Regions from separate parts of the Mus musculus genome. Here all the other regions are linked to region 3. The links are chromatin contacts, called in public Hi-C and promoter capture Hi-C maps. All regions are on one chromosome and are shown on one strand. Each heading gives the region's core, a stretch centred on a gene start, on an enhancer-like site or on the middle of the called end of the contact. The rest is flanking DNA. Distances are from core to core; before and after follow the strand shown. Region 1 has its middle 34 kb from the start of Gm33265. Region 2 holds the start of Mab21l3 (mab-21-like 3). Region 3 holds the start of Igsf3 (immunoglobulin superfamily, member 3).

What was found. Promoter capture Hi-C pulls out the DNA fragments that hold promoters and counts their contacts. A called contact is a pair of places that touch in the nucleus more often than the background predicts.
Region 1: a Hi-C map of CD8 T cells shows a contact between it and region 3, with 3 times the contacts expected there. The contact joins the enhancer-like site here to the promoter of Igsf3 in region 3. A contact is called at or near these places in 2 of 39 promoter capture datasets (both in liver), 1 of 484 Hi-C or Micro-C datasets (CD8 T cells) and 1 of 115 datasets of contacts at active chromatin or transcription factors (pancreatic cancer cells).
Region 2: a promoter capture Hi-C map of liver shows a contact between it and region 3, with 5 times the contacts expected there. The contact joins the promoter of Mab21l3 here to the promoter of Igsf3 in region 3. A contact is called at or near these places in 15 of 39 promoter capture datasets (the 3T3-L1 cell line, cranial neural crest, embryonic stem cells and 8 more), 3 of 484 Hi-C or Micro-C datasets (CD8 T cells, embryonic stem cells and hematopoietic stem cells), 5 of 115 datasets of contacts at active chromatin or transcription factors (bone marrow-derived macrophages, embryonic limb bud, embryonic stem cells and 2 more) and 3 of 9 other capture datasets (adipose tissue, embryonic stem cells and liver).

The regions. Positions count from the first base shown.
Region 1 is chr3:101,699,831-101,702,795 of GRCm38.p6, forward strand. No RefSeq gene overlaps it. Among named protein-coding and RNA genes, the nearest start is that of Gm33265, 34 kb to the left of the region's middle. Within about 2 kb of position 1,326, at least 117 of the 459 cell types and tissues checked have an H3K27ac peak or open chromatin away from gene starts, as enhancers often do. A contact at or near this core is called in CD8 T cells, where this site is marked.
Region 2 is chr3:101,834,929-101,838,018 of GRCm38.p6, forward strand. Mab21l3 (mab-21-like 3) reads right to left here and starts at 1,295. Exons shown (of 7, transcript NM_172295.4): 1 at 993-1,295; 2 at 66-336. The coding sequence starts at 314. It overlaps Gm33381 (a long non-coding RNA gene), which reads left to right. Exons shown (of 3, transcript XR_003954538.1): 3 at 1-491.
Region 3 is chr3:101,375,663-101,378,555 of GRCm38.p6, forward strand. It overlaps Igsf3 (immunoglobulin superfamily, member 3), which reads left to right and starts at 1,463. Exons shown (of 11, transcript NM_207205.2): 1 at 1,463-1,540; 2 at 2,144-2,830. The coding sequence starts at 2,788.

The DNA.
Region 1 (2,965 bases), core at 76-2,575, 320 kb after region 3:
GCAGGATGGCTCTGGGCTGCACTGGGTGCTGAGAACTGTACTTGGGCCCTCTTCCAGGGCAGCGAGTGCTCTCTCTTAACCTCTGCGCCCTCTCTCCAGCTACTCTGTGACGGTTTTCTAAATACTAAGGCACAGCTTTAATTTTCTTTCCCTAGAGAGGCCCGTGAGTGTAACCATACCCAAACCTAAGTTTCGCAGCTTCTTCGGGTCAAGGTACCCACCCACCTTCTCATGAGAAACATCACACCGCCCCTGCTGCAGAGCTCCTCCAAGATATGCCTGCCTCTGCTTGCAGCCCTGACACCCTTGAGTGAGCACAGATTTTTGGCCTCGGTGCAATTGGTAGAATGTGGGGTTGGGGTGGCAAGTGGCTGTGTGCCTACTTCCCTTTGATCAGCTCCTGCCAGGTGCCCGCCACCCCACCCCACCCCACCCTGCCACCGTATCCTCAGTGCACCTTCCTGCATGCCAGGTCTCAGGGGCTGCTTAGAAGAAGGCTATGAATCAGCAGCTTTTCCTAAGGCAACGTTGGTTGGATGCCAGCACCAGCCCTGCCTGGCTTCAACTGGCCCACTTCAGTGGTACCTGGGAAGAGGGGGTCAGAGCCTCCTCCTGGGTCTGGAAATGAGTCATCTCCTTTGGCTGCCCTGGGGAGGCAGATGGTCCTGCCAAGGGAGAGGATTTGGGGACTCTGAATTGAGGGCCTGGCACCAGTGAGTGAAATCTGAGGAGTCCTGACTCTCCTATCTTACCCTCCCCGTCTGCCACCCTACTGAGGACCACTTCCTCCTCTGTATTCCTCACGAGTCCCTTCCTCCGTTGCAGTGCCTCTGCTTCTTCTTGACTGGGGACTACAACTTCCAGAAGCCCAAAGAAGGAAAGAGTGAGCCAGTTCCTCCAGTAATCGGTGCAGATTTCCTCACCACCTTCAGCATCGCTTCCACAGGGCAGGGTGGACTCAGGGACTCTCGCCTCTCCGACCAGGCACAGCTGCCAGTGAATTAGACCTAACCAGGCTCGGAAACATCGTTCTTCTTCAGGAGCTCCCACTGGATGGAAAGCAGTGCTCACTTATCTCAGTTGTCATGGTTTGGCCACCAAAGCAGCCAGTAGGGCAGGAGGAGTGCTGCTCATGGGACAGTTTTATGCTCCCAGATTTCAATTGGATGCAGAGACCCAACCGTATTGTCCTTTGAGGCAAAATCTCTTACAGAAAGCAGTGAGAAACACCAAAATATCGTAACACAATATATACAGTTCCCCACCAGCTGCTCCTGTCTGGGCACTTTCTTCTGTAGAAAAGAGGTATCCCAGCCCCCCAACACCACGGGGTAAGGACTACAGGTGCTGGGGTAGCCAGGCATGAAAGGAAGAAGACAGTTAGTTGTCTGGGCTGTCTTGAACTGTGTGGTGCTGGAAGCTGGAACTAACAGAGTGGAGGACATTCTTCCCTGTTTTCATAGAGGCTGGAACTGAAGGTCAGAGGGATTTCAGGATTTTCCAAGGTCAAACAGCCTGTCGCCCTTGATGCCTCCCCCGGGGCAGATGAGGGGACCTCACAGTCAGTTAGTGAAGGAGGACAGCGAGGGCTAAGATAGATTGAACTTCCTGCCTCTTGATGCAGGGGGTGTGACCCAGCCTCACTGCGGCTCACAATGCGGGCTCTGTGCCAACAAGATAGAAGTGGCAAGTCTCTACCCGAGGCCGGGCAATTACAATCCCTGCCCTGATCTTAATTCCCATGAAATCCTATAGCATCACATTGAGAGAAAAACCAAAGGAGGTTGCCCAACCCTTCCAAATTTCAGGGCCTGAAAGTTGGGGGCCCTGCTCACTTGCCGTTGTGTCGTACTCCCCCACCCCCACCCCACCACCGCCATTATGGGAAGATGTAACTGTGGAAAGCACAGTCCTTTCAAGCCTTCATACCCTGGTCTCCAGGCCTTTCTTTCTCTGAGATAAGGTATCTGGCTGAAGGGTTGTGTGGGGGCTCCCAACCCACTGAGCCACCTTCTTCCTGGTAAGGACAATGGCTGCTCTGTTTACAGAAGCACCTTCCTAGGTCTGGCTTTGGGCCCTGTGGTTACCATGACAAAGCTAGAAAGGAGCCCCCTCTGGGCCTCAGCTCTGGGCAAACTGTGATAAAACATCAATTTTCCAACAGAGGCCACTCTCAATTATTCATGGACTAATGGCTCAATTTGAGGAGCCTTTTCTGGTCCTTTCCTTTATCCCTCTTTCTGTGCCAGCTGCGTTTGGCTCTCCTCCTTAATCCACCAACCAGAAGAGGAATGGGGAGGGGACAGATGTTAGGGCCTGTTAGTGATTACAGTACAGTGTTTGTTTTAAAAGCAGGTTGGGCAGAGGGTAAATGGTTTTGCATATTCTTGCTAACCTCATTCCCTTAGACAACTTCCTTGAGTGTTTTGGTCCCCCTGGCTTCCTATGTCTTCTTTGGAGAAATATAGCCTAAAATTCAAACAGCCAGAGCCACTGGGAGGCCAGGCTAGGGCTAGACCAGTTGAGAAAAGAACTGCATCCATCCCATGCTATCCTGAAGACCCAAGGTGCGTGTGTGTGTGTGTGTGTGTGTGTGTGTGTGTGTGTGTGTGTGTACTTGGCTTCTTTAAAGGACTGTCTCTAATGAAACATGCTAGAAGTTGGGTTTTGAGGTATACAGAACACTCAGGTTTTCCTCTCTAGATTGGTTGGAGTTTTATATTCCCAAATCAACTACAGTAGCAAATAGCACATGAAAACTCATTTTCAATATATTCTAATTTCCAAGCACGTGTGGAGGCACACACCTGTAACGTCAGCACTCAGGAGGCCTGTGCAGGATACTGGTGAGTTCAAAGTCAGCCTGGCTGTGTAGAGAAAACTAACTTAGATTACAAACTGAGACCCTTTTCCAGAAAACAAAGGATACACACGGTTTGAGTCCTAGAAATGCAAGAAAGTACAT
Region 2 (3,090 bases), core at 45-2,544, 460 kb after region 3:
TCTGATCAATGGCCATGGGATGGAGAGTTAGAGGGTGTGCCCAGGAGAGGCCAGCCCTGGCTCACCTTGCTCAGCAGGCAATGGTCTAAGTCTCCCTCTGGAAGAGACTTCATGGCTTCTTGGTCAACCCCCAGTATAGCAGCAACCTTCTGCTTTCTTTCCCGATGGAGGACAAATCTGGTGGGTAGCTTTCCCAGCAACGTTACTCTCTGGATAAAACTTCTCTGGAATTGTGAACGTGGACCAGAGACTTGACTTCTTCTTGCCTGCTCACTGCAGTTTTCCTTTCCAGCATGGAAGAATTCATCTGCCATCTTTCAGGGAACTGTAGAAAGACTAAAAAGGAGACGTGATGAAAACGAGTTGGAACTTATCCTGTTTTTTTTTTTTTTTTCTTTATCCTGTTGTCCTGGCACCAGGTGCACCTTGGTGCCCAGTACCTTACATCTCCCCGTCCTTACCTTGTTGACAGTAAATATCCCTTGGCCCTCCACTCCTGAAAATTCTGCAATTGATTTACTTCCTTACCATAAACAAATAAGAAATTGCAAACAAGCCGCCTGGTTTTTCATCATGCCCGGCACAAGGCTTGCCAATCAGATGAGGGCCAGGAGTGACATTTAGAAAAGCCTGAGCTCACAGGGACACTTGTGTATAGAGAGGCAAGCTTACATGCTCGCATAGTCACACACAGACACAGGCACACACACACACACCACATGCATTCACAGAGACACTTGTGTATATAGAGGTAAGCTCACACGCTCACACACTAATACAGACACATACATGAACTCACAGAGACACTTGTGTATACAGAGGCAAGCTTGCCCCCCCCCCTCTCTCTCTCTCTCACACACACACACACACACACACACACACACAGAGAGAGAGAGAGAGAGAGAGAGAGAGAGAGAGAGAGAGAGAGATACAAACAGGTAGATACACGCAGAGAAAAGTAGGGCAGAGAGTCCTGCCTCTCACCTGCTGACCTTAGAATGTGATTTCCCACTTGGACGTTGGCATTCAAAATATACTCAGTATAAACAGGCCCCTTAAGAGTCTAGGACACATCTAGTTTTACCAGTAAAACTCATCCTAGAAAACCGACAATAAGTTCCCAGTCTGACTGGTTGGGCCTAGTTTTACTCCAGGAGGGAAAATATCCCAGCAGCCTTATCTCCCTAAAGCTCGTGAGTATCACCGTCTTTGATCCGAAAGACTGACAGACAACAGAGCTGGCAGTCCAGTTCATGTCTGAGCAAGGCTTTCAAACAGGCAGCTCTCCAAGCCAGCCTCCTCAATGCTCAACCGCAGCCAATCCAGCCCTTCCACTCTCTCCCGCGGCCCCAAATTTGCATATCCTCCCAGACAGCTCCAAGGAGAGCCACATCAGACCCCACCCACCTCCCTCCTCCAGGCGCTGGGGCGGCCTTCTCCAGGCTTCATCTGCCAATCCCAGGTCTTATACCAGTCCTGAAAAACTGAGGATCCACAAAGGTCCCCAGAATCCCCCTCCACGCTGACTGCCTTGACTTTCCACCTGCTTTTCCGTGTCCTGGAAATCCCCTTCTCTTTACGGCACATGCTCTGAAATGGTAAGGGAATCTCTGTCCCTTGACTGCTGTTACTATAGTCATCATTCCGAATCTACCACATCAGCTTTTCACTAGTGAAACAAGAAGCTCTACCCCCTAATCTGCCTTTGGGAATTCTCTTTCCATGTTGCTTTCAACTCTGCTGAAGTCTCCCCACCCCCACACTCACTCCCTTCCCCACACACATACTTTTATTTTCACCCTAACTTCTGCTTTTGCTGGAATCACTACTGCATAGTCCCTGTCCTACGGCAGGGTCTTTCCCAATAACAATAAAGTTGCCCCGGGTTTCTGGAATTAAATGCCCACACCTTCACTATTCTTGCTCTAACACCGTCCCGTCTCAGTCACTCAGTACTACAGATTCAAGTGTTGTATCTGGAAACTTCTCTTGCTCCAAGATGGAAAGATACTTGCCAGGTATGGAGAGGGAATTCTGAATAATTGAACTATAGGAGGAACCCAGAGAAGGAAAGGCACTGTGAACTCAGGGCAGCTGCCTGTAGATGTATTCCCAGGAGAGCCACATCTGAAGATTGGTGTGTTGTGTGAACACAGCTTAGAGTAGCATGGCCTGGTTCCTAGTGCACTGGTAAGGTTCCACAGCACAGGGCTATGGCACAGATGAAGGCTCTGGCAGCTCCTATCAGACAGGCTGAGGAAAACAGGCTTTACCGGCAGACACAGATCTCTAGTTAATGGGACAACAGGTCAGCGAATGTCTGTTGGGTAAGGGTGTGCCTGAAGCACTGTGCCAGGCCACCAAGAGGGACCTAGTTAACTCAGGCTTTCCTCCGTCCTCAGGAAATAGAAATCCTCATTTTTTTTATAACATGCCAGTTTGAAAAATGGAAACCAGCTTTAGCCCAATTCAATCTGTAAGGACCAGGCAGGTGAGATGGCTCAGCAGAGATAAGCATCTGCCACCGAGCCGGAGGACCTGGGTTCGATTTCTCCCCACCTCCCAGGACCCATATGGTAGAAGGAAAGAGTGAACTGCCTCGTGTGTGCATCCACACATACATAGAAATAATAGATAGATAAATGTAATAGATTTGGAGGACCAATAACATGTTTAATGTCTGCTTTCCAAAGTATTCACAACATTTTATTTATAGTCTTGTGTGTGCACACAGAGGTCAGAGGACAAGCTTGGATGTCAGTCCTCAAGTACTTTCTTTTTTTTTTTTTTTTTTTTTTTTTAAAGATTTATTTATTTATTATATGTAAGTACACTGTAGCTGTCTTCAGATACTCCAGAAGAGGGAGTCAGATCTTGTTACGGATGGTTGTGAGCCACCATGTGGTTGCTGGGATTTGAACTCCGGACCTTCGGAAGAGCAGTCGGGTGCTCTTACCCACTGAGCCATCTCACCAGCCCCCTCAAGTACTTTCTACCTTTTCTGTGAGACAGAGTCATTCACTGTCTCAGGAACTTTGTCCCTTGCTTCCAGGCCTTCTGGGCCCTGCCTCCCATTGCTGGATCCCAGGC
Region 3 (2,893 bases), core at 213-2,712:
TTCAGTACAGTGGTCTGCTGTCACTCCGTCCAATAGGATGAAAACACTTTGTAAGCCCCTCTCTGAGCTCTGAAATCCACTGGTGGCGTCTTTGGACATGGCTGTCAGTCAGATAAAGGGCTTGGACCCCTCAAACTCCAACCTTCATCCTTCCGTCTCTGAATCCTGATCTCAGACACTGAGCCTCTCTCACACCCACCTAGACATTCCATGGAGCCCACCCCCTGATTGCCAGGGCCTCTCTGTTCCCATAGCTGCCTGTGTGGTTACTTCTATTTCCTGGATTTTTCAGCCATGATCCACCACAACATCTTTAATATTCCGGGAAAACTCTCCCACCCACCCTCCAATCCTAGGTCAAGTGCTTTTTCTAAAATGGAGCTCTGATTGCTACAGGTCCTTACTCAAACCATTCAGGGGCTTTCTCCTGGGCGTAAGCTTAAAGCCCAGCCCTCCCCCCCCCTTCCGATTTTTTGTTATAACTCTTCCTGTCAGTCTTTCCTCCAGTCTAGTTAGGGTCCCACAGGGCTTTTTCTCATAGGTACTGAATCTTTCTTCTCTGGGCATATAAAGTTATGTTTCCAGGGCCTATCATTGTCCTCTGTACCCCTCCTCCCTTGTTCCGTGGTTTTATACTCCGTTTTCTCTAGGACAAGGCTTCCTGGGCCTTACCCAGCCCAGCACTTCACCCCAGGAACACAGTGTTGGAATGGGTTCATTCCACACCATTTATGTATGGCCTACTGTTAGTGTTCCCAAGTAGATCACAAGTCTGCAAGGGCAGTACGATCCAACCTGCTCCTGTAACGAGTCGTTTTTAGCTCCTTGTGTTTGATAATATTGAGTAAGTATGGTGCCACTTGCATGGATAGCACTGTTAAGAAACTAATGACAGTTCATTTGTAACTGAGTGCTTTTGACATATGAGGCATTCCGCTAAGTGCTTTACAAGAATGACGTGGACACCTCACACAACCCTATTAAGCAGAGCTTATTTACTCTTTGTGACAGATGAGCAGACTGAGGCACAGAGAGGTTAAGCAACACAGAAGCTAAGGCTATGAACCTAGGCTGTCTCTGGGGTCCAGATTATGCTAGAGTGAAGCACAATGTGGAGGTTTGTTATAGAAATAGACTCAAGTCTCCAGCGAAGCGTTTTGCTATTGTTTACCGGGCGAAAGACGCGTCCCCGGGAGCCTGGGCTTTGGGAGGGGCCCTTGGGGCGCGAACCCCAGGTTAACTTTCCATCAGCTCATCCCAGGTGGTCCGCAGCTGCGTGCGGGTGCAGCCAGAGAGCGCCGGGGCGGTGGGCGGGGCGTTCCGGGGGCGTGTCCCCGTGAGGCCACCGCCTTCGCCCTTGCTCGCCTCGCGGGGAGCTGCGGGCCAGGCCGGAGCTGGAGGGCGGGGCCTGGGGCGGGGCGGGAGCAGGACGGCCTGAGCCGCTGCGGGAGGCGAGGAGGAAGCCGTGCGTCTTGGGAGGCGTGCGGGACACAGGACCGGCGAGCGTTCGGTTGCTGGGAGCTGCGGGGCCCCGGGCGAGGTGAGCGCGGGCGGGCGGGCGCGGATCCGGGTTGGGGGCGCGGGGACTGTGGCGTGGCGATCGGCGTCCCGCCCCGGGCCCAAGCCCCTTTCTCCGTCGGAGCCGGATCGCGCCGGGCGGGCTCAGCTTGCCGCAAGCGGAGCCCCGAGCCCCTTTTCGGACCCTTTTCTTTGCCAGTGTCTCAGACTCAACCGCCGGGGAGGTAAAACAATAGCGGGCCACCTGGGACGCGGCGCGCCCCGGCTCCCACGGTCGGCGCCCCGAGTCGCGGCCCCGCGCCAGCCCCGTGGCGACCCGCGCTGCCGAGGGTGGGGCTGCCTGCCGCGCCCCGCTCCGTAAACCGTGACGGGAAAAGCCCGCGAGTGAGAGAGGCATTTGGTGAAAGTGTTTTGAGAACAATCATAATTGCCCTGCTCTGGGCGGGGAAACTGAGGCGTGGGGAACGGAAGGTAAGATTTGTACAAGGTCAGGATGCACACATGGGCTGCCCTCGCCCAGGGAAGGGACCCAGGTGGCTCGGCTGGCCAGTCGGGTGCTTTGGCCTCTCTCGGTTTTGCGGCGGTTGTGTTGGCCTTAGATAAATGTCTGTTGTGTTTGTTTTAGGAATCTGCGGGCTTTTGTGGGACCACTCTCGAGCTATCAAATGCCAGCTTACTTCGTGTGCCCTGGGAGGTTCTGGGGCAGGTGACGGTACCGTGACCTCTCACTATGGATGGAGATGGACTTTTTGATGAAGAAATCCGAAGTGTCTTTACCAATCCGGGTGTTTTGGCTGTCTTGGGTTTTGACAAAACCTGCCTGGTTCCCTTTGGGGGATCCGAATGAGCGATCTCAGACACCTTCACTGCGAAGCCAAGGACATTTCTGTATAATCAGCGCATGAAAGGATTTTCTCAGACTCTTTCCTCCCGTTTTCCTCGAGGATTAATCCACCAGAATCCATAGTTCCGGTGGAGTCTGCAAGGCATATACAATGTGGCAGAAACCTTGAGCGCCTTCGGAATTGCTCTGGCCCCTGCCTTAGGCATAGAGGACTCTATTGCACACGCCACGCCACTCCCCTCCCCTGCCCCCAACTCCCTCCTTCTGACTACTCTGTCTTTGACTGGCTCTCATTTTCCCTGTGAAGTTCTGTTTCCAAACTGTTCCCTGGAGCTATAAGTGGATTGGCAGTAATGAGAGATTAGGCGGTGGGAAAAGCACGGTGCCCTGTGCAGTGTCCTTTTCCTGCTGCCGCTGCCGCCGACATGAAGTGCTTTTTCCCAGTGTTGAGCTGTCTGGCTGTGCTGGGTAAGTGACTGCTTATCAGTTCTATAGCTGTGAAAGTTTAACCCGATCTCATTGCTAATTCCT